2 separate regions of the Hordeum vulgare genome follow, and region 1 is linked to region 2. The links are chromatin contacts, called in public Hi-C maps. All regions are on one chromosome and are shown on one strand. The core of a region is the stretch at or near the end of the contact, and the rest is flanking DNA. Distances in the headings are between cores, read along the strand shown.

Region 1 (5,927 bases), core at 2,724-5,223, 200 kb before region 2:
ACTTTTGCTAGAATTCTGGATTGAAAAGTGGACTGTTCTCTTGTCTTAGGATTAATTATGACCTGACATCCATATTTTTTATTTGTTTTCCTTCCCTCTTTCACTTTCTGCATCATTCAGTAGTAGTCTGATTACCCTTTTTCAGTGGAAAACATGGTTTTCGAGTCGATGAGTCGTTCTGGGGTAGTGACTCGTGACGAGTCACAACTAGTCTCGACTAGTCGAGGGGTTTGAGTCAACCTTGGCAGTGCGACTCGTCGACCGACGAATAGTCGCGCGAGTCAAAAACCATGGTGGAGAATCAGAATCCATAACTCATATCCTGTGGAGTTTACTATAATTAGCATCACCTTTAGGATTTATATTTTGTGATTACTCAATTCCATTATTGGTGTACATACATCTATGTGAACACTCTTAATGATTGCTCTGTTTTTAGATGTCATGCCTGTATACTCTTCATTCAATGCTTTTTTCACTTTCCTTTTTTGGGGGTTGTACAAGTGTGACATCTGTTTGGAGCCTGAATTTAGCTTTAGTTTGAGTTACAAATAGATGGTGTTTTATGTATCATCTGTTTTGCACCCCCTTTTCTTCTTTTTGCATTGTATCTTAAATTAAATACCTCGAACTGTGTTAACTTTAATCTGTTTCAGTTCACACGATGCTCTATTTAATGCTGTGTCATTTCTATGGAACTGGATACAGAAAATGTAAAGCTTAGATTACTTGTCTGGATTTGAACTGTGTTAACTTGTGGTTTAGGATGCGTTTGGTTCTGAGAGGAGGAAAGCTAAGATGCTCAATTTCTCCATTGCATATGGAAAAACAGCTGCTGGGCTTGCTCGGGATTGGAAGGTACAAATTTGACAAACACACCTCTCAGTTAATAGCAAGAAATTAAACTTCAGTGCACACACAGCAGCTTAGAGCCTTAGATGGTTCACTGTTGAAAAATGGCCTGTTGAAACCAGAAATAGTGATTAGTCATGTTCACTAGATTCACTGTTGAAACCTTTAACATTTTCAATGATTTTAATAGTTATCTGATTAACAGAATGCAGATATAAATTATGTCTCATTAATGGAACAGAACCTTATTCTTTTCCTTATGGCTTTCCCAAAAATATCGTGCAAGTTGTAATCTGTTGCCTTTGCAGGTATCACGTAGGGAAGCAGAGGATACACTGGATCTCTGGTACAGTGACAGAAAAGAAGTTTTGGCATGGCAGACGGAACAGAAAGAATTAGCATATGAGAAGTCTGAAGTTTATACTTTGCTTGGACGCTCTCGCCGTTTCCCCAGCATTTCTTCTGTAACCTCCAAAACATGGAAGCACATCGAGCGTGCTGCTATCAATGCCCCTGTACAGGTAATTCTTGTCCAGTTTCAAATTTAGAAATGGTCAAGCTTGATTTAACTGAAATTGTACTTTTCTGTAAAATCACAGGGCAGTGCAGCAGATGTTGCCATGTGTGCAATGATTGAGATAGAAAGGAACACTCGTCTTAAGGAGCTCGGTTGGACCCTCCTGTTGCAGGTATATATACTGCATGAACTTTCATAGTGAAAGTAATAATATGTATGGTAATATGGTATATGTGTTTTCCTATGCCACTTCACTGTTGGTATTTCGGCTAGTCAAACTGGGATGCATTTGATGATCCCAGAATAGGTGCCTGTTCTCAAGATTTGGAGTTCATTGACTGCGAGAATATGCCGCACCTAGTTCCAATTCTTTGCCCTCTTATCTGGCAGCTGCGACATTTAGAATTGACAGATACATCTTTCAGGTGCATGATGAAGTGATACTCGAAGGACCTTCCGAGTCGGCTGACGTGGCCAAGGCAATAGTGGTTGAGTGCATGTCTAAGCCCTTCTACGGCACCAACATCCTGTCGGTCGACCTGGCTGTTGATGCGAAATGTGCACAGAACTGGTTTGCGGCCAAGTAGACTCCGAGCATCATCACCCCCTCCGCCGACTCCCCAACAAGGCGTAGGTGCGCCCCAGATGCGCACATACTCCAGCCAATTTTGGTCCGTCCTGAGCTGGTGTTAACTGCTGCATAATAGCACAGGGCATGCATAAGGCTCATCCTGCCATGGCAGCAGAAAAGTGAGATTAGCAGCGAAGGCATTGTACACTACCATTTAGGCTGGATAGCTGGACTCCACACCCTTCCTAGTAGGCACTCTGAATCGAGCTAGAGGGATTGTAGTTAAGATTGGCATGCATTTTGTGTATAAGATTGCTGCAGTGTGCTAATGTATTAGGTTAGATAACATATTCCCTGATGTGGACACGATCATGGGCTCATGGCGATATAACTTTGTTCCGATCAATGGAGAAATGCAGTTCATGATGAGCTTTCCTCTAGGATCTGATCAGTTTGGTGGCATCATCGTTGACACAACAGCATTGCCAGCTTTGCAGTAAATGAATCATGTTTGAACATGGCAACTCTCCCTCTCCGGTTCTGGTAGACTCGTGTGTTATGCCACATTCAGTATATTTCTTAAACTTGACCGGCGTAAGGATGTTAGATGCAAACAATGGAATTTGGAAATTCAGATGAATGCCACTGCCAGTTAATATAGTTGCATAATTGTATTTGTAACTCGGTCTATGTTGCAAACTCCACACAAAATGCAGAACGATGGATCAGATCAGATATGTATATGATGTTAATGAAATGGCTGGGCACAAGTTCTGGCCTAAACATGGTGGCAGAACGAAATGGTGATAACATAAACATGGTGGCAGAACGAAATGCCCTGTTTTATGTTCTGCCCTTCACTCGAGCCTGAGGATACAGATCGAGGAGTTCAGGCACATCTCCCTTGTATTTGAGAATGTACCTCTCCACAAAAATGGCCTCCGGCAGTCTCACTATGCCCACCATGTTCACCTTCCCGATGTCCACGCCCCTGGACCGCAGGGCCTCGACGGCGCGGCACCGCGGCGCCATCCGCTCGTCGAGGCTCAGCGTCAGCAGCAGGGGGTTCCTGACGATGCTCCCGGCGCTGCACCCGACGGTGGCCCTCAGGAACTCCACCTTGCGCCGCAGCAGAGCCTCGGGTGCGAACACGAAGCACGGCGCGCGCCGGAACATGCCGGCGAACTCCTCGTCCGTGCACCCGAGGGCGCGCGTCACGGCCGCCTTCTTGGCCCGGAAGGCGCGGTCGCCGACGTTGTGCAGCGCGAAGAGGCACCACGTGTACATCCCGGGGCTGGGCGGCACCCCGCCGCACGCCTCCTCCACGCGGCCGACCAGCGCCCGGAGCTTGTCCGGCGACTGCATGATGAGCGTCGGCCGCAGGCGCACGGCGGCCGTGAGGCGGCCGTCCGGCACGCCGAGGCGGCGGAGCGCGGCGAGGTTCCGCAGGAGCAGGTCCACCGAGTACTTGAGCAGCCACGTCTTGGCCAGCCATTTCATCAGCAAGGTGGTGGACCCGAGGAGGTCGAGCCAGAAGAGGACCCGCGGGAGCAGGTTGGACTGGACGCCGTAGGTGAGCGCCGCCGGGAAGAGCGCGAAGAGCCGCGCGGAGTCCGCGCGGCGCAGGCCGAGCGCGCGCATGGCGGTGAACTTGGGGGAGAGCGTGGCGTCCACGTCGCTGAGGAGCAGCGCCGGCTTCCGGGCCACGATCGCGCGCACCTGCGCCTTGCCCAGGCCCTGCGAGTGGAGGAAGGCGAGAACAGCGTCGGGCCGCTCCGGGGAGGTCAGGTGCGCGAACCGCGGGGCGGCCTTGGCGGCCGCCGCCGGCGAGAGGCCGCAGGTAGTGACGAGGTACTCGGCCATGAAGTGCGGCGGCTCCTTTTCCCGGGTGGAGAAGAGTCGGCGGTGGCCGGGGGCGGGGAGTGGGAGGAGCCGGGGCGGGAACGGGGCCGGCGCGAGGCGGCGGGCAAGGCGCCGCAGCGCCATGGGTGCGGCGGAGGATGGGCGGACACAAGGGCTCCTAGCGTGACAGAGATCTGATGTAAGGCGTATGCTTAGATGATGTGCTAATATTATAAAAACATAATCCCTCGGTCCCAAAATTCTTGTCTTAAGTTTGTTTAGGAATGGATGTATTTAAATACTAAAACGTGACTAGATACATTCATAACTAAACAAATCTAAGACAAGAATTTTAAGACGGAGGGAGTATCAGATCTGATGTAAGTATATTAGATCTGATGGGTGCGGCGGAGGATGGGCGGACACAAGGGGCAGTCCTAGCGTGCCAGGGGGCTACCCGAAAGATCTGATGTAAGAGCATCTCTAGTGGAAGGTGTATATGGACGTGTATGCCAAATATATATCATGCCAATAGTTTTTTACCTTCAGTGACTCGTGTAAAAGGGGTGTAAAACATCCACGCCCAGGCCACGACGGTACCAGGCGTGGAAGTAAACACGACGAAGCCACGCTCGTGAAAAGCACAGGCTGCTTCGTCCCGCGCCCGCCGGAGGAAGGATCGGAGGAGCTCGTCGCGTTTGTTCTCCGGCCGCCGTCCAAGGTAAGATCCTCTCCGGCCGAGCTCCCTGTCCAACGACGGGAGGGGGAGAGGAAGGGGCCCTGCACCAGATCTGGCGACGGGAGGGGGAGGTGGAGGGGCAACGACGGGAGGGGAGAGGAAGGGCGACTGCCTGGGCAGAGGTAGGGAGGGGAGGGGGAGGGGCAGCGATGGGAGGAGGGGGAGGGGATGCAACGACGGGAGGGGGAGGGGATATCATTAGTCTTCCCGCAGACTCCAACTGCTTGATGTGGTCGCGACTTCTTTAGTTCTCTGTTTCCTCTGTAGTTCGAACTGAATCGTGGAACAAAGTTATTCACATCTGTCGTTGGTGTTGAGTAAATAGACAATTTTCCGAGTGTATTAATCCATGAGATAATAACTAGCATGACATTGACTAGACTAATGATATACTGATCATGAACTAATCTAGCACATACTACGCATATAGTTGATACATCTATGCTTGCAAGTAGTACTGCTAGGATCAAAACGAGCATGAGGATAAACGAGTTATATCCTCCAATAGGCCAGTTGGCCGTAGCAGCAGCGTTGGCGGTGGATGCGGCCGTAGCAGCAGCATCCTCTGCCCTCTTCTTCTCAGCTTCAAGGGCGAGATGATCGGGCTCGTATGGTGAAGACATGGCGATGACGAGGGCGACGCGGACGTAGACGAAGCAGACGGACGGAGGCGAGCAGTCGCGTGATCGCTCCCCAAAAACCTAATCGCTCCTCTCCCGTACAGGAACCGGAGAGGCGGGGTTTTGGAGGCCTGCCCTCCCGTCGATCGTGTATGCGGTAAACGGGACGGAGTCGCCGGCGGCAGCAGAAGCAAAGGAACGAACGCGTGAGGCAGATGTGATCTGATTCTCGTGACGACTAGGGTTGGCGTTAGCCCTGCTTATATAGGTGGCCGGGTGGAGAGACGTGGGCTGAACCCACGTCCGAGTCGGTAACAGCCCACGATCCGACGTCTCGGATCGTGCCGTGTCCGTTACGTATTCTCCGTTCCTGACTGACAAAAATAAGCGCGTAGGTATGAGCTCGGCTCATTCCCGCAGCCCACGTCGCGTCGTGACGAGGCGTGGCGAGGCGGGCGGCGGAGGAGGAGTGCGCGAGGGCATCTTCTCTTCTCACTCTCCAATAGCATGTGGAAGAGAGACCCTTATAAAGGGATCCAATTTCTTCTCCACTAGCGGGGTGGGACTAAACTTTCCACCACCACCTTGTCATGCCACGACCTACATGGGCCCTTGGAGATTTTTCTGAAATTCTCTTATGGGCCTAAGGCCCACTATTAATTTCAACAACCCCCCACCAGATCTCAAGGGCACATCGTGTTCCCTCGTTTCAATCACTGTTTTAATATACCAACATTTCAGTGAAGACGTGTTAAGGTTGAGCTTCACCTAGAGCAAGTAGCTACA
Region 2 (5,824 bases), core at 1,511-4,010:
TTGAAATTTGTTCCTTAGAAAAATATTGTGCCTTTTATTGACTCCGTTGATGACTATTCTAATGCGAGCATGCATAAATTACCTTCCACATTTCATGCCCGGATTTAAATCTTGGCCATCATAACTATTTATCATGTGTGGACAAAGGTAGTGCCTTTTTACCACTTATTTTAGTAATATCAATATATTATTTCACCCCTATTGTAAGATATTTTATTGAATTTATTTGATATTACATGTTTCAAAATTGTAGAGAATCTTGCATGGAGTGCATATAAGCTAAAAATATTACATTGAATCTATTTCTTTGCGTCATGTTTTTCATGTGTCATTAATTCTTCTGTTAATTACGTACAAAGACAAAAGTATATCGTGAGCAATGTAATTATATTCATATGATTTATTTTCTAGGCTATTACTAGGATTGTGTACTAACTGCATTATTATTAAGCTAAAGGTAAACTTTGAACTTGTTGTTTTGCTTCATGCTTTTTTGGGGGTGCTTGACTAAGTTAAGAGGGTGTTCATAAGCGATACCACTAGATCCATATGATTTACTTTCTTGGCTATTAGAAAGCTTGGTTTATGGACCACATTATTAAGTTGAAAGTTTATTCCTAACTTTTTTGATTGCTTCACGTTTTTCTTGTATGCTTAATAGTTAATTGCGTCCAAAGTCAAGAGTGTGCCTTGAGCAATGTCACTAGATCGAGCAATGGCACTAGGACCATATCCAATAACTTTAATTTCCCCTTCTCAAACCGACCCTCACTAAACAAAAGTCAATCCTAAGAAGTTGCTTCATGTTTTCCATAGGTGCCTAAATTTATCATAATTATGTGCAAAGTCAAGAGTAGTTCATTGTAAGTTGTACATATGTGGTAAGTAAAGATGGCCATATATGTACAAACTCAAGCACGGTTCAATGCAGTAATTAAATCTAAGTTTTAAATTGTAAGTACAATGAAGATTAAACCTTGTAAATAATATATAAATATGTATAATAAACCGATGAAAAAGCTACTATAATGAACAAACACCAATGCCACTATAGAAGTCGTAACAAATTTAGCCACACGATTAAATGGGTCAGTATGCTAGCTAGCATTTAGACTATAATCACTAGTGCCAACCTGACAAAATATTAAGTATCATTGCGAGTGTTTACTAAAGTCATTCTGTTATCTTCCCGGGAATTTGGAAAGATTGGAAACTTTTTGATAGTAACTAGCAAGTATTGAGTTTGTTGCAAAGAAAATTTAAATACATACTTCCTCCTATTTTTACGTAGCATCCAAAAAGATTGTAAGGTATATCTTAATTCACTGGTAAATACTTTGTAATATGAACAAACGATAGGGCCACTAGGCCAGTGATATGTCATTGTTATGATTAAGATAACATTTAGGAAATCAAGAAACAATTAATGTTAATTAAAGAGATCTCTAGATTAAATCTAAGAAATGAATCGTTGACCATTATGTGGATTTTACATGTACATAGAAAATCTAAGTTATAATTTATACTAATGTAAGGTCGATATTAAGCCATGTAAATCTTAAATAATTGCATAGATCATCTGAACAAAAATTTAATTCACAGATATAAAATGCTACAATGAACAAACAACAATGACAATATGGAAACTATAATAAATCTAGCCACACAATTAAGTGGGTCACTTCGCAATTTAGCATTTTGAACATAATTTTTGAACAATCAACATGAGGAGAGCATGCCCGCACCCAGATACATTACTCAAAGGGTATCGGGTTACACGTATGCGCTAGAACACGAGGAGAGGCATTGGCGCCATGACATGATGTCGACCTTTTATGTAGTCACCCTAAACCTAGCAGTCCAAAAGGACTTTAAAATAAAACGTCTTAATTTACGAGAAACACTTTGCATTCTGAGCCAACGATGGGGCCGGTGAGGTAAGTGATCTATAATTTTTTATGATTAATGTAACACCATAGGTGCCTTTTCTATTTCAGTTTTTAAAAACAATATATCAAATATCAACTATATACCTTGGATTTATTCTCTCCCTTGTACGAGGATCAACATGTTCACTTGTTGGAAAAAAAGGAAACGAGATCGACAAAGTGTTCTTCATCCATTTCTTCGTATTATTTATGTATAAATTGACATATATTTTTTGTGAAACAAGGTTATCTCGGCAAAATACTTGTAATATTCATTAACTAATTAGACAGTGAGAAATGGCATTTGTATATGCAAATCAGTTGGTGGTTACTGCCCCCAAATTCAGTGCTCAGTAAATAGATCCAACTTTTTTAAAATCCCGGAGAGAAGGCGAGAGTAGTTTTCTGAGCGCGCACGAGAGAGAGAGATAACGTGAGAACATATCAAGCCTTGGGCGGACCGACCACCTACAATATTGGTTTTTGCATCCAATGTATAAGTGTTGTTCCAATCTCGTATGAACAGTAAAATAAAAAGGAAAAATAAGTACTTTTTTGTGCCCAACATTAATCAATTTTTTGATTGCTTGCAATGTTTCATCACCAGACCATTTTGGAGTATCAATTTCTTTTTGTCGCGTTTTCCTTGAACATCACCCGGCGACGAAAATTTGCAAGCAATCAAAACATTCGTCAATGTTTGGCAAAATAATTGGATTCCTTTTGTATCACTATTCTTATTTTACTGTTCATCCGAGCTCGTATGAGCCCCTGATCAGAACAGCCGCGTCCACAAAATAGGAAGTTCTAGGTGTTGCGTTCTGCATGAATCTTGAAGCTATATGGTGTAGCGTGGACTCACTCATATTCCCTAGCCTAGCTAACATTTATTACACCGCCAGCGTCCGTCCAATTTTTCTCCCGACTATATATACGTGTGTCCCGTGGCACAGTGCCACTCACCCAACAATACCAAGCACACTGTCAGCTCCTGCCTGACTCATGCCGATGCAGATCCGTCACAGCCCACGCCCGTGTGCCAGCGGCCCGCATGCTCCGTCCGTCACGGGCACTCGGGCGCCGGGATGGACCGCGACGATGCTCCGTCCTGCAGGAGCACTGGAGCACCGGGATGGACCACGTCCAACGCTCGTTTCTTCGGCGGCTCGCTCGCAGCTGAAAATCCTGCACCCGAACAGTGGCCATGGCGCCACCAGGGCCACGCGTGCGGTGGCCGGCTCCGACGTCCAGACCTCGCCCACCGCCACTAGCGCTCGTGTCGAGGGCAAGCTGCTGCTGCAGAGCTCCGACTCGCCCAACAGCCCGCTCAGGCTCTCCCTTCAGCTCGTCAGCGCCACCGTCCCCGGTACATTTTTTGCATGCATATGTTTGTAGCTTAACCAGATGGTCAGCCGTACGTTATACCGTGATGATAGAGGACCCTGACAAGCATATATACAGGGAGTGATGGGCGCGGCGTGAGAGGGGAGGCGGTGGCGCTGGACGCCGTCATATCCAAGGGTGAGACGGAGCTCGACGTGGAGCTTCTGTGGGACAAGGCCCTGGGCGCGCCCGGCGCAGTGGTGGTGACAAACAACTCCGACTTCCCCGTGTACCTGCGGCTGCTGAGCCTGAGCTCGCCGGCCGTCCACTTCGTCTGCAACGGATGGGTCTATCCCGTCGATAAGCACCCGTACCGCCTCTTCTTCACCAACGACGTGCGTGCAACACACAGATGTCATGAACTTGTTTTCTTGCATACTGTATATATAGCTACAGCGTACATTTGGATATTTCGGTGCAGGCGTACGTGAAGGAGAAGACGCCGGCGGCGCTGCTCAAGGACAGAGAGGACGAGCTCCGCCTGCTCCGGGGAGAAGGCTTGCCGACCGACAAGCCGCTGCAGAAATGGGAGCGCGTGTACGACTACGCGTTGTACAACGACCTGGGAAACCCGGACCTGCGCAAGGACCTGGCGCGGCCGGTGCTGGGAGGCTCCAAGGAGTACCCGTACCCTCGCCGGACCAGGACCAGCCGGCCTCCCAGCAAGGCAGATCCGGCGAGCGAGACGAGGGCGCCGCTGGAGGAAGGGATCTACATCCCGTGCGACGAGCGGACCGGCCCCGTTGCCGCGGCGCCCAACCTTCCCAAAATCGACGGCCACTTCGGGTCCTTGGCGGATGTCCACGGCCTCTTCGACAGCAACGCCAAGCCCTTCGCATTCCCCGTCCCACAGGTCATCTCAGGTATATATCGCAACGGCCTCACCATGCTCTTTTCTTCTTCTTCCGAGAAAGAGGATGAACCCGGTTTCTGCATCATTTGTGGTTTTAGATAGCACGTTAGAGCATCTCCAGCAGCAGCATAAAAATATCACACCGAATAAATTTTTTAGCGCGTCACTGTAGCAATCTTAAAGTATCTTCAACAGACGTGCACTAATGGGTGCCCAATCCAGCGACCCCACCGGCAGCAGCACAGAGTTGCTGCGTGCGCAAGCCGGCGCATCAAATATGATGCGCGCGATAGCGCTTTTCAGCGCGCGCGCAACAGTTTTTAACGCGCACACTGTTTTGCATCGTCTGTTGGAGTTGTCCGATGCCTAAAAAACGATTTTTTAGCGCGGAGAGCACTTTTTGAACGCCTGTTGAAGATGCTCTTATAGGTCAAGTACAACAATGATAGCATTGGAAAAGGCTTTGGTCCAAATACATGAACAAATATCTACATTTCCAATAGTACTATACACTTTGTAATGTTTAGAGCAAAGTCCGCCTTTAAGAGGCATAGCTCGCTATTTAAAAGTATGGCATCGACACATACATCCTATAACTAGGCTTGGATGGCTTTTGGGTCGGACTTTGCAAAGCCTGAACTTGAAATCCCAAGTCTGGGCCCAACGTGGCCTAGACCGTCGCTGGAAAATTGTACTTCTCATTTTTAAGTAATACTTTTTCCATATTACAAAAATGTATCAACATTAGTACAAATTTATATTAAAATTAATAAAAGTTTAAGACACTTATTTGGGACAGAGAAAATATAATATACCTATTTTTCAGACAAAATACTCCTATTTATTATACCTATTTTTCTCGTAATATCCCAAAAAACAATTTTTACTAGGCTTTTCTTAAAAAAATTGCCTCAAGCCTGGACTAGACACTAAGCTTGGACAGGCCCACCCATGCCCAGGTTTATTATGAAGTATGTATGTGTGATTCGACGAAATTTGGACTCATCAAATCTATTTTTGGTGTACATAGCGAATCGAACAGGTTGGCGCACGGATGAAGAGTTCGCCAGGCAGACACTCGCAGGGGCAAATCCCCTGTCCATCGAGCTTGTCACCGAGTTCCCACTCACGAGCAAGCTTGACCGGGCTGTGTATGGCGACCAAGACAGCAAGATAACCAAAGAGCACATTCAGAAGAACTTGGGAAACATGACGGTGGCGCAGGTACGTACTATATATATTTCTTCCTTGTCAAATTACAACGGGTGTACGATTTCTTCAAAGTCAAACATTATAAAATTTTACCAAGTTTCTCCAAGAAATATGACACACACACACACATGTTCACAGGAAAAACAAAACGAGAAAGGTAAAAGTTTTTGGATAAAATATTTCCTAATATGGTCTAATAACAATATCAAAATCATTGAAATTATGAGTAAGAATTTCTTAACTGAGAAGAACAAAAATGCCACATCGACGTAACAACCTGTTACGTGAATGTTCCTTAACTAAACTTTTCTCCCCCTGATTTCAATCGGGGTGGGCCCCAACCACTAATCTTTATCCAATCAATTACCTCCACATCACTCTTTACGTAAAATCCTCACGTAATTTTACACGTGGGTCTGAGAAGAAATGACAAAACCGTTACTATCTT

What was found. Hi-C and Micro-C count contacts between places; a contact is called where the count stands out from the background.
Region 1: a Hi-C map of leaf shows a contact between it and region 2, with 3 times the contacts expected there. The contact joins the promoter of LOC123428220 here to the promoter of LOC123428216 in region 2. A contact is called at or near these places in 2 of 6 Hi-C or Micro-C datasets (leaf and seedling).

Annotation. Positions count from the first base shown.
Region 1 is chr2H:640,412,431-640,418,357 of MorexV3_pseudomolecules_assembly, reverse strand. LOC123428220 reads right to left here and starts at 3,973. Exons shown (of 1, transcript XM_045112407.1): 1 at 2,587-3,973. The coding sequence starts at 3,926. The coding sequence ends at 2,784. LOC123428218 (DNA polymerase I A, chloroplastic-like) reads left to right here. Exons shown (of 12, transcript XM_045112406.1): 9 at 766-858; 10 at 1,161-1,373; 11 at 1,452-1,541; 12 at 1,795-2,380. The coding sequence ends at 1,956.
Region 2 is chr2H:640,209,185-640,215,008 of MorexV3_pseudomolecules_assembly, reverse strand. It overlaps LOC123428216 (linoleate 9S-lipoxygenase-like), which reads left to right and starts at 2,760. Exons shown (of 7, transcript XM_045112404.1): 1 at 2,760-3,294; 2 at 3,390-3,646; 3 at 3,733-4,174; 4 at 5,195-5,388. The coding sequence starts at 2,931.